Linked DNA regions of Mus musculus: all the other regions are linked to region 3. The links are chromatin contacts, called in public HiChIP or PLAC-seq and Micro-C maps. All regions are on one chromosome and are shown on one strand. The core of a region is the stretch at or near the end of the contact, and the rest is flanking DNA. Distances in the headings are between cores, read along the strand shown.

What was found. A called contact is a pair of places that touch in the nucleus more often than the background predicts. HiChIP or PLAC-seq counts read pairs in DNA pulled down with a chosen protein or histone mark.
Region 1: a contact with region 3 is called in an H3K4me3 HiChIP or PLAC-seq map of embryonic stem cells, with 12 read pairs. The contact joins the promoter of Ralgps1 here to the enhancer-like site in region 3. A contact is called at or near these places in 4 of 39 promoter capture datasets (hippocampal neurons, liver, pre-B cells and 1 more), 1 of 15 datasets of contacts at CTCF or cohesin (large pre-B cells), 5 of 484 Hi-C or Micro-C datasets (CD4 T cells, the G1E-ER4 cell line, the HL-1 cell line and 1 more) and 4 of 115 datasets of contacts at active chromatin or transcription factors (embryonic forebrain and embryonic stem cells).
Region 2: a contact with region 3 is called in a Micro-C map of embryonic stem cells, with 2.2 times the contacts expected there. The contact joins the promoter of St6galnac4 here to the enhancer-like site in region 3. A contact is called at or near these places in 6 of 39 promoter capture datasets (the 3T3-L1 cell line, HPC-7-derived erythroid cells, hippocampal neurons and 2 more), 1 of 15 datasets of contacts at CTCF or cohesin (the NIH/3T3 cell line), 4 of 484 Hi-C or Micro-C datasets (B cells, the N1E-115 cell line and embryonic stem cells), 1 of 115 datasets of contacts at active chromatin or transcription factors (embryonic stem cells) and 1 of 9 other capture datasets (adipose tissue).
Region 4: an H3K27ac HiChIP or PLAC-seq map of embryonic stem cells shows a contact between it and region 3, with 7 read pairs. The contact joins the promoter of Ak1 here to the enhancer-like site in region 3. A contact is called at or near these places in 6 of 39 promoter capture datasets (the 3T3-L1 cell line, embryonic stem cells, hippocampal neurons and 2 more), 1 of 15 datasets of contacts at CTCF or cohesin (large pre-B cells), 7 of 484 Hi-C or Micro-C datasets (ECoMG myeloid progenitors, the G1E-ER4 cell line, cortical neurons and 3 more), 3 of 115 datasets of contacts at active chromatin or transcription factors (embryonic stem cells, large pre-B cells and pancreatic cancer cells) and 3 of 9 other capture datasets (adipose tissue, liver and pancreatic islet).

The regions. Positions count from the first base shown.
Region 1 is chr2:33,367,449-33,372,767 of GRCm38.p6, reverse strand. It overlaps Ralgps1 (Ral GEF with PH domain and SH3 binding motif 1), which reads left to right and starts at 1,274. Exons shown (of 20, transcript NM_175211.5): 1 at 1,274-1,498.
Region 2 is chr2:32,584,207-32,588,984 of GRCm38.p6, reverse strand. It overlaps St6galnac4 (ST6 (alpha-N-acetyl-neuraminyl-2,3-beta-galactosyl-1,3)-N-acetylgalactosaminide alpha-2,6-sialyltransferase 4), which reads right to left and starts at 1,907. Exons shown (of 6, transcript NM_001276425.1): 1 at 1,758-1,907; 2 at 1,304-1,404. The coding sequence starts at 1,315.
Region 3 is chr2:32,924,855-32,930,045 of GRCm38.p6, reverse strand. Lrsam1 (leucine rich repeat and sterile alpha motif containing 1) reads left to right here. Exons shown (of 26, transcript NM_199302.3): 23 at 341-472; 24 at 1,313-1,394; 25 at 1,916-2,061; 26 at 3,145-4,831. The coding sequence ends at 3,270. Niban2 (niban apoptosis regulator 2) reads right to left here. Exons shown (of 14, transcript NM_146119.2): 14 at 4,793-5,191. Among named protein-coding and RNA genes, the nearest start is that of Lrsam1, 34 kb to the left of the region's middle. Within about 2 kb of position 1,620, at least 83 of the 459 cell types and tissues checked have an H3K27ac peak or open chromatin away from gene starts, as enhancers often do. A contact at or near this core is called in the HL-1 cell line, the NIH/3T3 cell line, adipose tissue and 5 more, where this site is marked.
Region 4 is chr2:32,623,970-32,628,940 of GRCm38.p6, reverse strand. Ak1 (adenylate kinase 1) reads right to left here and starts at 3,504. Exons shown (of 7, transcript NM_001198791.1): 1 at 3,403-3,504; 2 at 453-490. The coding sequence starts at 459.

The sequences.
Region 1 (5,319 bases), core at 25-2,524, 440 kb before region 3:
ACTCAGAAATCCGCCTGCCTCTGTCTCCCAAGTGCTGGGATTAAAGGCGAGCGCCACCACCGCCTGGCTACGTCCATTTTCTTATGCGTGTCCTGAGCACTCCACTTTACGCTAGACCATCACTCCTAACTTTATAGCCATCTACCCAAGCTTCCTCAAGCTTGCGCTCAGCTCTCAGCCTCTCTGGATTCCAAATTTTCTAAAAGAATCCTCACACCATGCATCTCTTGTTTTATCTAAGGGAAACAGTTTAAGACTATCCTTCGGGCATCACTGTGTTCTTCATGCAAAATAGCAGACGTTTGCCTCAGAGATCCCCTATTCCCTCACCTCACTCTTAAAGTGGTTTAATTTCTGCTGATTCTCTTGTTTTCCTCTCCCTCTTCTTTTAAATAGTGCAGTATCTAAATCTTTCCATAAGCGACGCCATAGCAGCAAAAATTACGTTATCAAAATGATCTTGTCTACAAGTCCAAAGAGCATCCTACCCTCCTTTCTCTTGTAGGCGTAACAGAATTTTGCTGTGGTTCTGACTTTAGGGATTCACAGCCACCCACTGGCTTCCACGGTCTTTGTAACTTAGTATCTCTGCCTTTAAGCCAGATGATTTAAGCTCTACTCACTGCGTTTGCCTGGCCCAGCCATAAAAGGGTCTGGGTGCAGGGAGACAGCTTCCAGGCCCATTCTCCCTGCTTTGAACGCTATGGTCTTGGGCAAGACCCTCTTCAGGCCTAACTTTTACCTGTTGTGAAAACCATGGGTCAGTCTCAAGGACCTCGAAGTGTGTTATTGGATTGACTGTGATTGTCAATTTGACAGATTTAGAATCACATAAAGAAACCTAGGGATAGGTTTGTGAAGAATGGGACTAAGGTGATGATGTCTTGCTCACAAAGCCTTTTTTTTTTTTTTTTTTTTTTTTTTTTTTTTTGATGTTGTTGTTGAAAACGATAAACTCTAGGTAGGAATTTAAGAAGGACACTGGGTGAGGCCTGGAAGGATGTTTGTAGACTGAGTCTATTTCTAGGCAGGGGGTGGGCGTGGCGGGCGGCTGAGCCCGACGAGAACAGCAGAGCATCCTTGCAAGCCTGAGCGTCTGCAAGACCGAAGCGCAGGCCGCGGCTGGTGGGGTGGGGGGTGGGGGGGTGGGGGGAACGGGGACCGCTGCTGCAGCGGCTGCGCACTGGTGCAACCAGCCGGTTCATTTGCGTGTCTCCGCCCCTACGGCAAGCTGGTTGGAGAACCCTGGTATGGTGCCGCGCGCCGATTGGCTGAGCCGGCCGCCGCTCAGGCCCAGGAGTGGACGGTTCCTACTGCGGCTGGGCACCGGCTGGGCTCCCGCGTCGGCCTCGCGTTTCAAGCTTGCGCCTGGCTCAACCTCAATCCGGCCCCGGTCTCGGAACGAAGGCGCCGCTGCCGCTGGGCCTCTCGCAAGACCATGAAGAAGCGGTGGCAGCCACTGCGGCCCTCGTCAAGGTGACCAGCCCGGACTACAGCGGTGAGAGGAGCGGCTGGCGGGGCGGGGCCCTGGGCGCGAGCCGCTGCAGGTGCGGGGGGCGGAGGGGGGGGGAGAATGGGGGCGGGCGGGGCGGGATCCCCGGCCGGAGGGGGTGGGGCGGGGCCTCGGCTCGAGGGTGGGACCTCGGCTTGGGGTTGGAGGGGGGGGCGGGACCATGGCCAGCTCGGGTCCCAGGGACGCGAATGACAGCGTGTGGTTGTCGGGGAGATGGCGGAGCGGGGGGGGGGGGTGGTGGTGGTGGTGGTGGTGTTGGGGGGGAAAGGGCGCAGGTGCAGGAGGCGGGTCCCGCGGCCTGATGGATTGGGGGCGGAGCCTGGGCGCGAGGCGTGGGGTCTGGAGGGAGCTCAGGTCTCTGGGACCAGAAAGGGAACCTGTGTGTAGGTTAGCGGCGGGGAAAGGGCTCAGGTGCGAGGGGCGGGGCATGGGGTGGCAATGGGAGGGGCTGCAAGGAGAGTCTAGGGAAAAGCACAGGTGCAGTGGGCGGGGCTGGGGAAACCCTGTAGGGGCGGGGGCGGGGGGAGGCAGGGGGCGGGGCTGAGGATCATTGGCAGGTCCGGAAGCAGGGCTGCAGGTGAGGACTAGCCTGAGGGTGAGTGGGACCCTTTTTGGAGAAGGAAGAAGCTGCCCTCTCCGCCGCCGTCTTGGGGCTTTGGGTTTTCTGCAGGCTCTGGAGGCATCCATGGTTGTCTCTTGGAGGGGCAGGCCAGGGCAGCCTGTGTCTTTGCTGAGTCGTACAAGGATCGCAGCTGCCCTGGTTAATAGGCCGACTGCTTTCCTGAGCCAAACCGAGCCCTAAGTGGGCACACTGCCTTTGTTGTTGTTGTTGTTGTTTTTGTTTTACTCCCCTGTTGCTGTTGAAGGAGCTTGGCTGGATTTCGGGGTGGTTAGGTTTCATTGGTTGATCAGCTGTTGGAAAATGTGTGCTCTTCAAGAGTAGTCGTTGATGCTATGCTCGGAAGGGTTCTGGATCTCATGGTAGCAGATGCTCATGCAGATCTTCACAGTGCTGGTCTCAAAAAGATAGAAAAGGCAGCGTGGTGGGGGCGAAGAGGCGGAATGAGAACTTGGCTCTTTGGAGCTGGGACAGACACCTGGGAGTTATTTTTGCCTTTTTGTGTGTTTTGTTGTTGTCAAAGTGACCATCCCTGGTGCCTAATTGTGACCTTCCAGGGCCAGAGGGGAATTCCTTGTCAAGAGGTGAGTTAAGGTCTCTTTCTTGCCGGGCAGTGGTGGCGCACACCTTTAATCCCAGTACTTGGGAGGCAGAAGCAGGCAATTTCTGATTTCGAGGCTAGCCTGGTCTACAGAGTGAGTTCCAGGACAGCCAGGGCTACACAGAGAAACCCTGTCTCAAAAAAAAAAAAAAAACAAAACAAAACACACACACACACACACACACACAAAGAAAAAGAAAAAAGAAAAAAAGAAAAATAAAAGTCTCTTTCTCTTGAGAGTTTGAATCACATTTGTGTTGGGGAATTCCCTCCTCCAAACTAGAGGTGGTTTAGATTATGGTACTCCCTGTGCAGCCTTGGGCAGGAATGCAGCCTGGGGAGCCATGATGAATGGAAAGGGAAGCGTGTTTCCCTTGTTGGCTGACCTTTGGACCCCAGGTCCAGTGTGGATCTTAGCTGATGGGCTAGGCCTATAGTAGAGCCCATTGGAATACTCCCACTACCAACTTGATTCTGCCACGTTTCAGAAAGAAGACTTTAGGATGAAGAGCACGGCAGACCTTCATTAGGTATTTATGGAGACAGAAGGGAGAAATATGGTAGGGCCTCTGTGCTCCAGAAGTACCCTTTATCTGTGTGTGACCTTTGGGTGCCTTGTGTTTCCTCGAGAGTGCTTGGCTAATCTAACCTGACATGCTTTCACCCTGGGTTATATGGACTGAAGACAAGGTGCAGAAACTTCTTTGCTAGCTTGCATTTGCCTTCATTTTAGAAACGTGGGACTTTTGGGGGGACCAAATACCATGATGCTGGCTTCCCTTGCTACCATTGGCACTGGTGATTCAGAGCATCATGGGATGTTGCAGGGATAGGCTCCTGTTCCAGAAGCACTTGTGTGGCAGGTGCGAGGTCTAGAAGCAGCAGCGCGAGTTGTCCCATCCTGTCTTGGCAGAAGCTATGTGTCACCTAGGGACTTTCTCCTGTCCTTTGTGTTAAAACAAAGCTCCAAACCTGCATATCAGAAAATTAGATGGTTAGTTTTTTCCCTTCTTAAAAATATTTTTATTACATTTATGTGTATTTCTGTGCATGTAACAGTGTGCATGTGAGGGTCAGAGGATAACCTGTGGGAGTCTGTTCTCTGCTTCTACCGTATCGGGTTCTCAGGCTTGGAGGTAGGCACCTTTATAACCTCTGTTTATAACCTCTGAGCCCTTTCACTTGCCTCATAATTGACTTTATTTTTTTCATAGTTAGCTTTTTAATTTGTTATTAGGGCAACTGCATTCAGAGCTGAGAGAAAACTGCATAATAGAAAACTGTTGTGATCTGTCCCCAGCGTGTTCCTTACAGCTCTGGCTTGGTAAGCAGGCAGATTGGCTTGAAGCCTCCCACTGTTCCTTCTGCTGTATGACCTAACACCAGCTTTTTACTTTCTCAGAGTTTTGGTTTCCTTAGCTGTAAAAATGAAGAGCAAGCCTGATTTACCTTGTAAATTTGTTCTGAAGACACAACAAGCCATTTGAAGGTACTGCAATTCCATGGCACCCAGCACTGGAACCTTTCCCTCCCTGTCCCAGCCCCTGGCTGCCCAGCTTCCAACATTGGTTACACAGAACAGCATGTGGCACAAGGAGAGGAGGACCAGGAATTCTGAGGCCTTTGCCTCTTATATAACCTCAAATAAGTCTCCTTTTCTCTGCAGAGCTACGCTTTCTTAGCTGAGTGGAAGAGCGCTGGACAGTGTGATCCTTAGGAGGACTAACTCTGCCTTCTGATTGGCAAGCTGAAAATCTTAACATTTTTCAGAAAAGCAGGAAGGTGGAAGTCAGTGGCCCATGGTTTACTTTAAAAAAAAAATCTGTCTACAGGCTGAACAGGTGGCACAGTGGTTGGGACACTTGCTCCAGAGGACCTGAGTTTTCAGTTCACAGCACTCAACATCAGGCAGCTCACAACAGCCTGTTTCAGAAAATAAAACAGAGCAATATTGCTCCTTTTGGGCACCTGGTAGGAAGTTACCAAATCTTTGTTGAAGGAGCAGATGAAGGCTATTCTTTAGGAAATCAGTCTGGCTGACTGTCTCCCCTGCTCACAAGTCTGCTGTACCTTCAGCATATGTTTTGTCTGTTGCACAAGAATGTCACAGCCAGATGTGGTGGTGGACATCTTTAATCCTGGCATTCAGGAGGCAGAGGCAGACAGATCTCTGTGCCCCTTCCCTCTACTTGGTCTGGCCATATTTATTTCATATATGTGGGTACACTGTCACTATCTTCAGACACAGCAGAAGATGGCATTGGATCCCATTATAGATGATTGTAAGCCACCATGTGGTTGCTGGGAATTGAGCTTGGGACCTCTGGAAGAGCAGCCGGTGATCTTAACCACTGAGCCATCTCTCCATCCCAATCTCTGTGCTTTTAAGGCCATAATTAGACCTGGTCTCAAGCAAGAAAATGATAATATCACAGTGCTGTAGTGGACTTTGTGAGATTCAACATGAAAGGCAAAAACTGTGATGCAGGAAGAGATAAGTTGGGGTGAGGGATGGAAGGGCAGGGTGAGAGAAAACAGAGAGGGATAAATGACAAAGTCATGGAAACCAATACACATAGACACACA
Region 2 (4,778 bases), core at 658-3,157, 340 kb after region 3:
AATTGTGGCTCACAACCATCTGTAATGGGATCCGATGCCCTCTTCTGGTATGTCTGAAGAGAGTGACAGTGTACTCACATACATAAAATAAATAAATAAATAAATCTTTTTTAAAAACACTTTCAAGGACTGGCTTGGTGGTAGTGGCACGCTTTCTGTGCTTGCAAAGGAGCCAGGTTCCAAGAGCCCAGGCAGGGCGCCACACAACCACCCACTATTTAGATAGGTAGATAAAATAGATTAGATAGCTATCTCCATCTAATCTAATAATAATCTAATAATCTAAATGTCTAATCTAATAATAAACATGGTAGCTCATTCCTTGCCCGAGGCAGTACTGTTACAAGTGTGAGGCCAACCTGGGCTACACAGTGAGTTCCAGGCTAGCCTGGACTACAGACCAAGACCCTGTTTCAAAAACTGAAACAAATAAACAGAAAATGCTTCCAACAGTTGGGATGCTTCCGCTCAGCCTCTCCCACTTCTAGAAGAAATACACCGAAAGCCACTTGAAGAAGCCCTCTGGGTCGGTCACCTGGGGGTGACCTCCTGCACACCCACTGAAAGCACCCAGCAAGGTGTCTACCACTGTGTGCTGGGCCATCCATCTCAGTACCTGTGACTCTCAGAACTCCAGTTTTCTAGGCCCAAAGTCATTCCAGAAGAAACACTAGGAGCTAGCCAGTGTACCCAGAAAGGCAGAGGTGTAGAACAGCCCCCAGCACATCCTGCCAGGGGCCCACCCTTCCTTGTCTGTCCATAAGCCACATCAGTTTCTAAAAATAAGTCTTCTCTGTGTGGCCAGCTGTCCAGGAGACCGGGTTCACAGCTCCTAAGGCCTCCGGCTCTACACAACAACTGGTCTGCTGCCCACAAGGGACCAGAGACCTTGACTTGGGCAGTGGTAATTAACCTCCCCACTCCAGCACTCAGGGGGCTCACTGGTAAAGACAGAAAGACCAGAGCGTCACACTCAGTCTCACACCTCCCTCCCAACTAAGTGACACCGGGTTACTTCCATTTCTAGGTGAGAAAAACAAACTGAAACCAAAAGGGGAAGACACCGGCCTGGGGTCACACAGCCCCAGGAGCAGGGGGCTGGCGCAGAAGCAACTACTAAGGGCTGTGGGAGGGACTCCATGCTAGAGCATGTGCTTAGCATGTGCCTGGCTCTGAGTTTCATCCCCCGACACCAAAAGGGGTTAGGGGATCACTGTAACTCCGGGTGTGGGAGGCGGCTGTAAAGCTCTACCCAGGTCACCCCCAAATCCCCAGGCAACTTTTTCTCTTCCCTGTCACTTACCGGGGCCTTCATGCTGTCTCTGCTCTTAGCAGTCTGGAGGCTGCTGTCTCCAGTGCTTGGGATGAGAAAGGCTGGAAGCTGGTCCCAGGATATGAGAGAAACTGAGGCAAGGGAAGAGACAAATCCAGATCAAGAAAAACGGGCCCAGGAACCAAAAGCCTTTAAGTCTCCAAGCATGTGACAACGTGTCCCATTCTAAAGGCCGTGAGTTCAGAGACCTTGCCAAACCAATTCCCATTGTGCAGATGGGGAAGGAGAGGCAAAGAGGAGACGCTCTCGGCTCAAGGTCATCCATTCGGTCGGAGGCAGGCAAAGAAAGCCAGGAGCCAGGAGAACATCGTTCCCATCCATCCCAACTCTCTACCGCGGGGTGATGGAGAGGCCTGGGGCGGGCAGGATGTGAGGTTTTCACCCGGCTAGCTTCCACCGTCCCCTCCCCAAGCTGGGCGCTAACCGAACGAGCGGATTGGAGTGCGCTGGGGGCTCAGGATGCGCTGCTCGGAGCTCCATGTCCAGTGCGCCGGGCCAGAGGGGCTGGAACCGGGCCCCGGGTAGGAGGCGGTGCTGCGGCCGCAGCTTCTGAAGCCTGAAGCTAGAGCAGCGCAGCCGGGGGCGTGGGAGGGGCCTCTGGGAGGGGCGGAGGCTTTGCGCTCAGGGGGCGGGGCCTGCGCAGCGCCGGCTAGCGGCGCGTGGATGTCTCAGAGACCTCCGGGCTGGGGGCGAGGTCTCGACGTCGAGGGCGGGGCCTGTCTAGTTTGTCTTCCCACTCTAGTCCTTGTGTGATTGGAAGGAAGACAGTAAGAGAGCCACCCGTGTGATGGCTACTGGCCGTGGAGAATTGAGGTTCTCCATTTCTGAAATTACCCGGGAAGTAACAGGGGATAGGAAATGAAGCAAAGGCTTCAAACTAAGCAGCCCTGAGTTTCAGGATAGTTGTTGGGTTGTCAGCTCAAATGATGTGAACTTGACTATGAATATCAGATAGGCAATGAAGAAACGTGTTTTTGAGACAGGACCCCACATTTTTCAGGCAGGCTTCAAACTCACCGAGATCCAGCTATCTCTGCTAGAGAATTGGGAGCTGGGATTAGTGGCTCAGGTTGTTTTGTTGTTGGTGGTTTGATTTGGTTTTAGGCTTTCAAGACAGGGTTTCTCTGTGTAGCCCTGGCTTGCCTGGAACTTGCTCTGTAGGCCTTGGACTCACAGAGATCAGCCTGCCTCTGCCTCCCAAGTACTGGAATTCAAGGTGTATGCCACCACTGCCCAGCAGGCTGTTTTTAAAACAGCCACTTTGTATTGGTTATGTCAATGCAGCCCATGCCTGAGGCAGGTCCCTCCCCCACACCCCACCTTTCTTTTCTGTTAAGTGGGAAAAATATCCCTGTCCCAGTGAGAAAGGGCAGAGACAGACAGCTCAGGGCACCACCAGAAAATCGTACTTCTGCTTGGTTCCTGTGGCCGTCCCCCTGCCTGTGATCCTCTGAGGATTCAGATGGAATCCCTCCCTTTCGGCTACTTTCTGACCTATCACATCAAGCGCATTCCTGCCTCAGGACCTTCCACTGGCTGCATTCTCTAGTCACTTTCCTAGTGGGACTCCTTATCTCTCAGCTCAAAGACCCTTGCCAACATGAACAGCACACTACAAGTTATTATTTCAGACAGGATCTTTCTATGTAGCTTTGTGTTTCTGTGACAGACACTATGACCGAATACAACGTGAGGGAAAGGTTTTATTTCAGTCTACAACTCCCACATCACAGTCCATCACTGAGGTAAGTCAGGGCTGGAGCCTAGGGACAGGAACTGGAGCAGAGGGCATGGAGGAGGGGGCCATGGAGCAGTGCTGCTAACTAGCCTCACATTCAACTACCTTTCTTATAACCATCTAGACCACCTGCCTGGGGTGGCACTGCCCACAGTAGGCATCCCTTTCCCACATCATTAATCAAAAAGAAAAGAAAACAGCGCCAAAGACACACAACAGGTCAATGATAGGCAGCTCTTCAACTCTTCATCCCTCTACCCACATGGCCCTAGTGTGTGAATCACACAGTCCAGGCTAGCCCGGGATCCTTCTGTCTGAACCTCACAAATGATGGGGTTACAGGCATTAGCCACACCCTTCCCAGAAGGGCACTGTGGAATTATTCTGAGTCACTTCCCTGGTTCTCATGCCCATGTGCCCATTAGACTCATCTCTGTCTGGTGACATTCTCAAGTCGCCTTCACCACCCACGTGAAACCCGACAGGAACAAAATGAGATGAGCGAGCCAGGACTGCTGGGTCTCTGAGGTCTCAGGTGACTTCCCTCATAGCCTCAGGCCCTGCCAGGGTTCCTGGTTGCAGGGAGAGTTGTCACCTTTGTGGGGGACCTCAGGGCTCTGAGTTCAGGGTCAGTCCCGTGGGAGCCAGACCTCAGAAGATGTGGCAGCAGATCCCAGGTCCTACTTTGTCTCCCTGCTACCTTCCTATGTCCCTGGCTAGATACCTCTGGGTGGCATCAGAAGATGAACATAATCTTGCCAACCAAGAAGAATTCCTGCAGGTGTGCCAGCACAGAGAAATCACCCAAGAATACTCAGAACAGGCCATGTGTCCTGATAGAAAATGATAATTCCTGGAATGGTCATCTGAGGGCAGCCTCTTCTGCAACCAGCCCTCCCCTGCTCTCGGCTCACCCTCCCCAACTCCCACCCCATTAGCCACTTTTCAAAGTCTGGCCATATCTGGTGGGTCAGTAGAATAGAGCTATTAAGATGCTTTTCCAGGGTCCTGGCTGATCAGTCTTGGGGCACATCTCTCACCCCCTCCCCAGTGGCCCCACAACCCTACTTCTTCTTCTTCTTTTTTTTCGTTTTTTGTTTTTTTGGTTTTTTGTTTGTTTGTTTGTTTTTTTCGAGACAGGGTTTCTCTGTGTAGCCCTGGCTGTCCTGGAACTTACTTTGTAGACCACGCTGGCCTCGAACTCAGAAATCTGTCTGCCTCTGCCTCCCAAGTGCTGGGATTAACACAACCCTACTTCTTGCTAAGATGTTCCCTTTCTCCCAAATTCCAGGACCTTCACTGTGCCCTTGCCCTGGGACCCAACAAGGACATGAATGACCCTTCTGGTCTCGGCCTAGAAAGTAAGGCACCTTTCTCTCCTGCCATAACCGGTGAGATGCTTTGGTAATGGCTCCTTTCACCAGGACTTAGGCCCCAGGCTTCTCTCCAAAGCTGTGTCATCCCAGCTGATAGCCTGGGCTATCAGGACAATCTGCACAGTCAGTGTCTTCTGTGTCCCTGAGGCCTATGTCCCTTCTTCCCATTTGTCACATTACATCGCAGAGGGAGGGGCAGGGAGGCAGCACCATGCCCTGGAAACACAGCCAGGTTCTAGAACACCTTGAAAGAAAATGTCACTGAGCACAGTTAGATCAGACTGGAGTCAGAGGCTGTGGCTGGTTTCCCAGAGACAGGAAGAGAGATGGT
Region 3 (5,191 bases), core at 371-2,870:
TAGCTTGTTTTTCTCTCCTCTGTACTGACCGAGAGCTTCCAGCCCATGGCCACGCCTCTCCCCGTTGTTCTCAGTACCTGCCTGTGCCCGGTGTGTGGCCCACCCGGCTTCTTCAGCCAGCTCCCTCCGGAGCTGCATGTTTACGTGACTATTTCAAGTGTAGAACAGCAGTGAGCTCCCTGTGGGTGGATCTCCATACACTTAGCACACACCCTTCGGTGGGGAAGAGCCCAAGCACGCTTGTGTGTCATGCACTCTGACAGTCCCATCTTGAAACCAGTGTATCTTTGGTTCCCTCCACTCTAACACCCTTGGCCTTCCCCATGGGGCCATCCTGCAGGAAGAAGGCATGGAGCGACGGCTGGTGGCCCTGCTGGTGGAGCTTTCTGCAGAGCACTACCTGCCCCTCTTCGCCCACCACCGCATCTCACTGGACATGCTGAGCCGAATGAGCCCCGGAGATCTGGCTAAGGTGGGCAGCCATTGTCTTGGGGGAAGTCAGGAAGGCCCAGTGTGCCTGGACTCACTGTCACAAAGGGGGTATATTTGTTCAGTTTGTAGTGAGTCAAGGTCTGTCCAGGTCAGGTGACTCGAGCTTCTCATGGCCAGAACCGCTGCCCCATTGCCTCTGCTCACCTTTGCCCTCAGCCTGTGCAATGGTGTCACACAGTTATAGCTACGTCCTGAACACAACATGAGCTCCTTTTGTGGAGTTAATCCACCGGCACCTCCCTGGGACGTATACATGCCTGGCATCATTCTTAGTGTCTCACGGCAGCCCATGAACCGGGAACTTGACTCTGAGTGGTCTGGCCTCAGGGTCCCTGCTCTCATCCGTTCTGTTGTCCTGCCTCATCCAGGACAGTGCAGGGCCCATGCTTGGGGGCAGTTCCTGATGACCTTCGGATAGATGCAGGGTTCTGGGCTATGCGCCCAGGCTCTGGGGTGTCGGCTAGAAGGCTCTGACCCTGCTACTTCTCAGCAGAGGAGTTTCAGTAGCTCTCTGTCCTAAGGTCACCAGGCACAGTGACAGTAGTGTCAGGAAAGCATTCAGTAAACACACATGTCACAGGTTTCCTTTGGGGGCTCAGTTCTCCCCTCTGCCACAGAGGCCCGATTGAGCCACCTGCAGGGCTGTGGTTCTACCTTGCCTCATACTGACCACAAGGTCCAGGCCTCCCTGTTTCCAGTGAAGGTGCCGGAGGTGGAGGCTGAGGCAGTCCTATGGGCTGGACAGCATATGACAGCTTAGTAGAGGAGAGCTGGCTCCTTGCCCTCAGCCCTTGGTCTGCTTTTTCCTGTTTGGCCACAGGTGGGCGTCTCAGAAGCAGGCCTGCAACATGAGATCCTACGGAGAGCCCAGGACCTGCTAGCTGTGCCTAGGGTCCAGCCAGGTACTGACTCTAAGCTCTTTTCTGGGCTGTTCAGAGGCTGTACTTAGCAGTCTAGGGGCTACTGGCTCCAAGGCAGAGCTGTAGGCACAGTGTGGGCTATGCTGGGGGAGGACTGGGGACTGAGGAGGCAGCCTTGGGGCGGTCCCATTCTGCCATCACCTGATGGACCCATGCTGTTTCCTGAGGAGCCTGGTAAAGAAGCTCAGCCACTAGCCCAGGGCCTCTGTCCTGCAGTTCCACCACTGGGTGGCGATACGGCTCTAGGCATGCGATGTCCTCTCTCAGAGCCTCAGGCTTCTAAGGTTTTTCTCACCTCTGAGCTCCACAAGCAGAGTGTGTGGTAGCTGGGTGCTCCCATCTCACAGATGGACACGGAAGAATTAATGAGGCCGAGAGGGAGATCCTTCCCCTGCTCATGGACGGAGGCACCCCCTCTCCCCTCCACCCACCCCCGATTACTCACACAAGCTAAGACTGGGACCATCTGGGGATGGCTTAGCCTGTCCCTCTGATTTCTTCAGAGTTGAAACCACTCGAGAATGAGGTCCTTGGTGCCCTCGAGCCCCCCACAGCTCCCCGGGAGCTCCAAGAGTCAGTGCGACCGTCCGCCCCCCCAGCTGAACTGGACATGCCGACCTCAGAGTGTGTTGTGTGCCTGGAACGTGAAGTAAGTGTGGGGAGACACCAAAATGACCCATGTTCCATGACCCAGATATGCGCAATGCTGACATTGTCTAGAGTCCATTTTCCCCAGAGAAGGATTTTTCCCTCAGCTTATTAACTATATTAGGGAAAATTTCCTCAGGCATGACTCACCAAGAACATGGTTTTCCCGGCCAGGCCTTTGTAAGATTGTTGCAAAATTAACACTTATTGCAAAAAGTAAACATACCAGTGCTTAAAGCACAGGTCCTCCCTCCTGCACAGTTGCTAAGGGAGCCGGGGCAGGGCACGGCAGGTATGCCTGCAGCCGTACTTAATGAGAGATGAAAAAGGCAAAAGCCCTGTGAGTCTGAGGCTATGGAGCAAGACCCTGTGTCAAGAAACCCAAAAGGGGCTGGAGAGATGGCTCACACTCACTGCCCTTCCCTGTACCATGTCGGGTGGCTCATAACGTCAGGGGATCCCACACCCCCTTCTACACTTCCCGAGTAGAATACACACATGAGTTACTAAGGGGGCTGCTGTAGCAGCTCGGTAGCTCTCTGACCTTCAGCAGACTCCGGGGTGCTATGCGGCGGAGGGCACAGTGGTTAGAACTGTAACCAAGGCACTGTCCTCAGGCTCTGAAAGGGACTCCCAATTTCTTGATATGATACATGACTTTGAAGCAATTGGAGACTTCTCAGGCCATGTGCATACTGAGGGGTCTTGCTAAGACAGAGTCAGGGAACACATACGAGGCTAGTGACTATAAGGTGGAAGTCATTTTAGGCTAGGCATCATACTTTGGCAAGTGTGAACACAAAATAATTACAAATAGGTGGAGGGCCAGGTAAGCAGTACACGCCTGGCATCCCAGCTGGGGGTGGAGGCAGCTCAGTAGCAGGGCACTCAGCCTGGCATGCACTGGAGGAAAGAGCTTTTAGATTGTAGATATTTGAATGCTATTACAATCCATGGAAAAACAGGTACAAAACTGCCAACAGGCCTGACTAGGTTTTCACATCCACTGGCATCTCTCGGGGCTTTGATGTGGTCATGGCTCCAGAACTGAGCGGTCAGGATGTTGCTGCTGCTCTCTCCGCAGGCCCAGATGGTCTTCCTCACCTGTGGCCACGTCTGCTGCTGTCAGCAGTGCTGCCAGCCTCTGCGCACCTGCCCACTGTGCCGCCAGGAGATCTCCCAGCGCCTCCGGATCTACCACAGCAGCTGAAGGCACAGCACCTACCAGCCCTGGCCCTTCCTTGGTACCATCTCCACCACTGCTGGACTCCCACCTACCCTCATTCCCCAGACTAGGGCAAGACTGCCATAGGCCTTTGTCACCCACCACCTGCCACCCCGACCCCCACTGCTCTGAGCACTAGGCAGGCAGGTGGAATGTTCCTGGCCTGTGACATAGCTATTCTGAACAGTGAACAAAAGACAGGGCAAATCTGCTGGTGGTGGAGCCTTGGGGCAGGGGGCCAAGGTCCAGCGTAGGGAGGTGGCCCTGCAGGACTCAGGAATCCATGTTAGTAGCCAAGCCTCAGCGCTACACCCAGCTGTCTGCCCCTCCTGGAGGTGTCCATATCTGTGGAATGTATCAGCCATCCCGTCCTAAGGTGCACCAGTGTCTCTGGGAAGGGGTGGGTTGTGCAAGACTCCCCAGCACCCTTTTGCTTCTTTCTGAACACCCACCCTCCCATATCTGCATCCTTAGCCTACACAGGCAGGTTGATTCAAAACAGGAGCACCAGTAAATCTGACTCCTTGCAGAGTCACCCCTAGGTCCATGAGAACTTGGGAGGGGTAGGAGTAGGCAGAGTCCGGGGAGAGGGCAGCTCTTCTGGGGAAAAGGGCGAGAGCTGCTGCCCCTGGGTCAGAGGGAAGGCAACAGAAACATTGCCCCATGGAGAGTTAGGCAACACCCTCTTGAAAGAGGGCGAGGGGAACAGAGCCAGAGATGGGGGTCTCATTATTTATTTATAAGTAGCCTGTGCTCATGGGACAGGTTGTGTTCCTGCAATGATTATCCTAGGTGAGGGGGCTGCTGAGGCAACTGGAAGGCATGTTAACTTTCAGAGGGGCAGCCCACCCTCACCAGCTGTAGTGAAGGGTTCCATGTGACATGGCACCCTACTGCCCTCCCCAGTATAGTGTATATGGCCTACAGCATGTGCTCAACAAATATTACTACTTGACTGGCTCTGGGGGAACTAGACATTAGCACCTAGCTCAGGCCTGGAGGCCACCCTCATGGTGGACACATGGGACTGATGAGCCATCAGAAGGCTAGTCACCTGAAAGCTCTATGGCCTCTCCCCTTCTTTCTGAGCCTCAGTTTCTCCCTCTAAAATAGGGGATTGTAAGAATGAGTTAGAGAAAGAGGCCTCAGTACATTAGTTGTCATTTGGAAGTCTGGCTCCCCAGATCTCACAGAGCCAGGCCAGTACATGTAATCAAAGTACTGAGGAAGCTGAAGCCGGCAGACCCTGGGACTCACCAGTCAGCCAAGCTAACCGAGTTAGTGAGTTCCAGGCTAATGAGACCTCATCTCAAAACACGAGGCGGAATGATCCGAGATCCTTTGGCTTCCACATGCACATGTGAATTTGTACCTGTACACACGTGCAGGAACACACTCAGATCAGGGGCCTGGTAGCTCATATGATGAGCCCAAGAGATCTGGGATGAATGGATCCCTAGATACGGTAGGCCCAGATCTCCCCCACCCCAGCAGCACATGAGGAAATGAGCTTTAAATAAAGCGTTTATTGATGAGCAGAAGCTTACACAGTTTGCATAGATTCTTCATACCATATCTGGAAGGATGGTGGAAACCCCCAAGGCACTAGAGAACATGGAAAGAAGTCAGTACTCGGAGTGAGGGCAGGGGACTGGGTGTCCCTGAGCACCGGCCACATCCTGTGGGTCTGAGGCCTGCGTCTGGGGAGCAGGTCCACAGAGCAAGGGACACAGGACTGGGAGGGACCTCGTCCTGGGGGCCTTGGAGCGGCAGTCTCTGCTTTGTTCTCCCAACTCTGGCGACAGAGTCTGGGGAGAGTCATCTAGCTAACTGACTCTTGGTTTGACCCTTGTGACTAAGAGGGAAAGACAAGCCCAAATGGCTCACAAGGACATTGGAAGAGGGG
Region 4 (4,971 bases), core at 2,255-4,754, 300 kb after region 3:
CTGCCAGAAGCCAGGGCCCACCCATTCCAGGCACTCTGCCCACATCCTAGAGCATAGAAGCCAGGAAGACAAGACTTTAGGGTCCACCCCACTAGCTGACAGAGACACTGAGTCCCAGCAAGGGCCAGACATGAGCCTGCCCACTGCTCCAATCAACCCTCCACCCCCACCCCATCCCACACTGCTCGGCAGTTAGCTGGAATTGCTGTCCGGTATAGCCCCTCCCCAGTACCCTCCTTCCCCAGAAAAGGGGAGGCTTGGCTATAAATACCAGCATAGGTGAGCTCTGGGGTTCCAGAAACCTCAGGCAAGCCTTGTTGCTTCTAAGATTAGGATCCGAGCACATCCTAACAGGCAGGGGGAGGAAGCCTGGGGCCTCCTCCAACCCTCTCAATCTCTGAGAGCCCATTCCTTAACACCCAGGACCCTAAGGCCAGGAGGGGACCACATACCTTCCATCCTGCTGAGATCTGGGAGCTAGGTCAGCACTCTGCAAGACAAGGCCCAGGCAGGGTTGAGGGGTTCTCCTCCCACCCTGACTCAGCTCCACCAAGCCCCACCCACAGCAATAAGTGTCAGGCTCCGGCTTGTAATTTCCAAACTAAGAGTGTAGAGAGATACCCAGGAGGCAGAATGACCTTGGGAAAGTCACCTTCCTGCTGGCTTCTCCTGCCTCTGTCACCCCTCTAGTGTGTGCTTTGGTCTGCTGCAGACACCTGGTAGAGGTCAAAGAGGGCGTGAACAACTAACTCCAGGGAATCTCTCAGGTGAGTCCCTAGTGTGTGAGGGGAGTGTCTGCCTCGCTTTGACAACACTCCCCAGGGGACAGGATGCTGGCAGGCAGGCGTCTCCTCCTTGCCTGGGGACAGACAGGACAGGTGGCAGAGACACTCCTGGTGCTCAATCCAGCAAGGTTTGTTTTGTTGTTTGAGACAGAGCTCCTTCTCCGTAGCCCAGGCTGGCATCAGATTAACAGCCGTCCTACAGCCTCAGCCTCACTACCTGGGCCTGCAGGTGTGCAGGTACTGGCCCTGCGTGGTTTCTCTTTGTTGTCTTTAATTTTACGCGTATGGCGGTGTGCCTGCGTGCATGTAAGTGTACCACCTGACTGACAAAGAGGCCAGAAAGGGGTGTGGAGTCCCACGGAACTGGAGTTAACAGGTGGTTGCTGCGGCCACCTTGTGGATCTTAGGAACAGAACACAGGTCCTTGGGAGAAGCAGCAGTGCTCGCAGCTGCCTCTCTAGCCCTGTAGCCCCTTTCCAATTCTGAATGTAAGCTGGTTCCTGACTCCTGCCTGAAGCAGGCCCAAGTCCACCTCACACGTGGCTCTACCACTCACCCCCCCCCCCCGGGGGGAATTTACTTCACTCACCGCCCCCAGCTTGCCCATTCTTTCTTCATAGCCACCCACCCTCCAGCCTCTTCAAAACTATGTCCTCACCCCCTACCTGTCCCGCCATCCCAAGACCACCCATGCCGTTCTGGTCTGTGTCTCAGGTGCACGCTTCGGTCCTCTCACCCTGGGTTCAGGCCCAAGGGACCTCCCCACCCCCACTGTGCGGTCAGTCCTATATCATGCATGCTCCCACAACCCACCTCACCTCTGCCCATCACACTTGTATCCCAACCGTCTTCTCTCCAACCGAGACCTTAGCCCACCTCCACAGAGCCTCTAAATCACACACACACACACACACACACACACACACACACACACACACACACACAAACACATGCACGGGCAGACAGGGCAATAGTATTTCCCCTGGCAAGCAACAATCGTGTGACCCTCCTGCTCATAGGCTTCTATGTGTGGTCCTCTTGGCTCCCTAAACCAAAACTGAACCCCTCAACCTACCTGGCCAGGTCTGGACAATCTGTCCCCTCCTTTCTCATCCACTTTAATGCCTCCCTCCTGCCAGGCCTTTGCAGCGTCACACACCAAATGCTTGGGGGGATGTCTTCCTCCAAATGCTACTGGAGGCCCCAGCTCAAATGTCACCTCTTTCAGGATGCCTTCCTAGATTGCACCCTAGGGTCCCACATTGACAGGTGCTGTCTCTGAACTTCAAGTTGCAAGGTACCCAGCTTAAGGTGTCAGGACACTCATTAGCACCATGGATCTTGTTCCTGTCCCTGATTGGGCCTGGCAGAGGATAGCACTGGCCTGGGACTCTCATTCCACCCTGCCTGCCATCTGGGGAGGGAATTGGGCTTGGGGGAGGGACACAGACTAGCTCCAGACTCTGGCTGGGGTCAAGCTCAAGCCTGGCACCCCCAAACACACAAGAACCTTGAGACCCATGGCCTGAGCTGCAGCCTCTAAGCCTACAGAGTGTGCAGGAGGAGGCATGGGGCTGCCAAGTCCTTCGGCAGCTGCCCAGGGGGGGAGGAGTGTCCCAGGGCCTGGACAGCCACCAGCATGTCCTAGGAGATCACTCCCCTCTACATGCCCCACCCCTCCTGGTAACCTGAGTCCCTCTGTCCCACAGACACCTGCTTCTTTGGTCTAAAATAACTTGGGTCGTGAGGAGGCCTCCGGAAAGCCAGGGGTCCCAGACAAGAGTAAGGTTACAGGACTACGCAGCCAGGCCTTATAAGGTTCCCTGGGTCAGGGCCCCAGTGCTCCTAATATGACTGTCTTCTAGGTGGCTCAAGGAGCAGAGGCCCCAGGGGACACACTTCCCCAATCTCTATGCCTGTTTGTCCCAGGTGCTTGCTCAGCAAAAGCCCTCATAGAGGCTAGCTATCAGACAGGGTTCAAGTCAAACCCTATCACTCAGCTGTGTGACCTTGGGCAGCTGATGTCCCCTCTCTGGCCAGCCTTGCTGATGCTGAAGCATCCTGGGTAAGCTGAGTGGACCTGTGAGTCAGGCAGGAGGGTTCCTGCGGAGCCCCTGATTGGGCAGGAGGTGCTGGCAGAGCTCCAACATCCAGGAGCCCCAGATCCTCACAACACTTGGTGGCATTACAATTCTTGTGAACACACAGGCTGACCCTATCCAGGTCCTCTGGGACAAGGAGATAGGCCTCTGTCCTTCCCTTGTCCCTTAGGGCCTCAGCACAGAATTGCCAAGGGCATGGGTGGAACTGAAGCCCCAGGAATACCAGCTGGGACAAAGAGGGTCTGGGAAGCTGAGAGTACCAGGACACACACACACACACACACACTTGAGCACACATGCACACACATTGCCACAGGGTACATGCACCCAGAGCTGATAGCTGATAGGATACACATGCAAACACACACAGCTCATAACCATGGATACAAACATTCAAGACACACAGAACCCAAGGGTAGCCTGATACCAGCAACCCCACCTTCCCACAGGTGATGTCTCCCCACACCTCTTAGAGGCTTCCACGCGGGCAGACAATGGAGCAGACACACACTGACCTGGGGGAGGGTGTGGTGGGCGCTGGGGCCAGTGAGTGCCCTGCCTGTCCTCTCAGCCGCCTGCAAAGGCGACTATTTATAAGGCTGTCAGCGCGCACGCATGGCATGCTGGGAGCCAGCACTCTGGCGAGATGGCAGAGAGAAGGGAGGAGGGAGGGAGCCGGGGGAAGGAGGAGGAGAGAGAAGAAAGCAGGAACTCTCATGGAAAGCTTAGGAGTGAGCGTCCCCACCAGGCACTCCCTGGGACTAAACCTGCACACAGTGTGTCTGCCACCACTCTATGCCCGCACGACTCTCCACAGACAAGGGTTCTTTAGCTGGGTCAGCTGATGCTCAGACAAGTTGGTGTGTTTAATCTCAGCGTTTAATCAAGGAGACCAGACCAGGGAAGTAAGGAGGGAGGGGGACCAGGGTGTAAACTTTGTTGTTCCAGGGTCACCATCCTCAGGCTCTGAGACCCCCTACCCTGAGACATCTCCCCTATTGGAAATGACTCTTTGAGCTCCTCCTGGATCCTGACTATCTGGTGGCTAGGTAGATGATAAGCCAGCCTTGAACTCTCCATGGTTGAACATGGAGAAAGAACACTCAGAAAGCTTTGTGTATCCAGATTGGGGTTTGCTAAGAATGAGGACTCTCATTTCTGAGTACCCGGTGGAGCACGATGATGCCAACAGCAGACTCCAGCTGTGCCCAGGGAACCCCTAAGCACAGAGCAGGACCCAGAGGCCACCTGAGACTCCCCGTGTGGAAAGCCATGTGCCTAATTAGGGAGCTCTCTACAGGAGAAGTGGTACAGGGTGCTGGTGCTCAAAGCATAGCAGGACAGAGGGATCGGCTCACATAAGGCCTCCAAAGCATGGCTCCGAACAGCAAAATAGGGTGAAACTGGAAACTTTTGTAAATGCTTGGGAGCCACAGACAACCAGTTTGGGTGGTGCCTGAACACCAGTAGCAGCCTGCATACCAAGGTCCTGCCACTGTGGGGGCAGATGGACTGGGCCATCTGTCCTGTGCTGGCCTGAAAGGCTACTCCCAATACTTAGGCTGGTGTGTGCATTGCACAACTTTCGGGGAAAGCAGATTGATTTTATCAGCTCCTACATCAGAAACCCATTCAGGAACAGGATTTACACAGGAAGGTTCTTAAGCCCAGTGGCGGGGACTGACTGGGGCCATAGCACAGAAGGGTGCATGGGAGCTGCTACTCACTCAGAGCAGCTCTGGGTGAGAAGGGAAACCTCACTTGCTGGGGTAGCAGGCACCTGTGAGAGACATGATGCACACCTGCCCAGGTCCAATCTCACCTGAATAAAAATGATTCTGAATGCAGGCTGGATAGAGGTGATGGAACTTGGTGAGAGTAGTGCCCAGTGTAGGAAGCCCTGGGCTCACGCCATGTGTACTGGATAAGGCAGCTTGAACCTATGATCCTGGTACTAGAGGGATACAGAAGGGGATCAGAAATTCCAGGTCTGGGGTTGGAGAGATGGCTCAGCGGTTGGAAAAAGAAAAAGGCTGGAGAATTAGAACTGAGGCAAGCCCTCAGCTCAAGGAGAAGAAACAGTA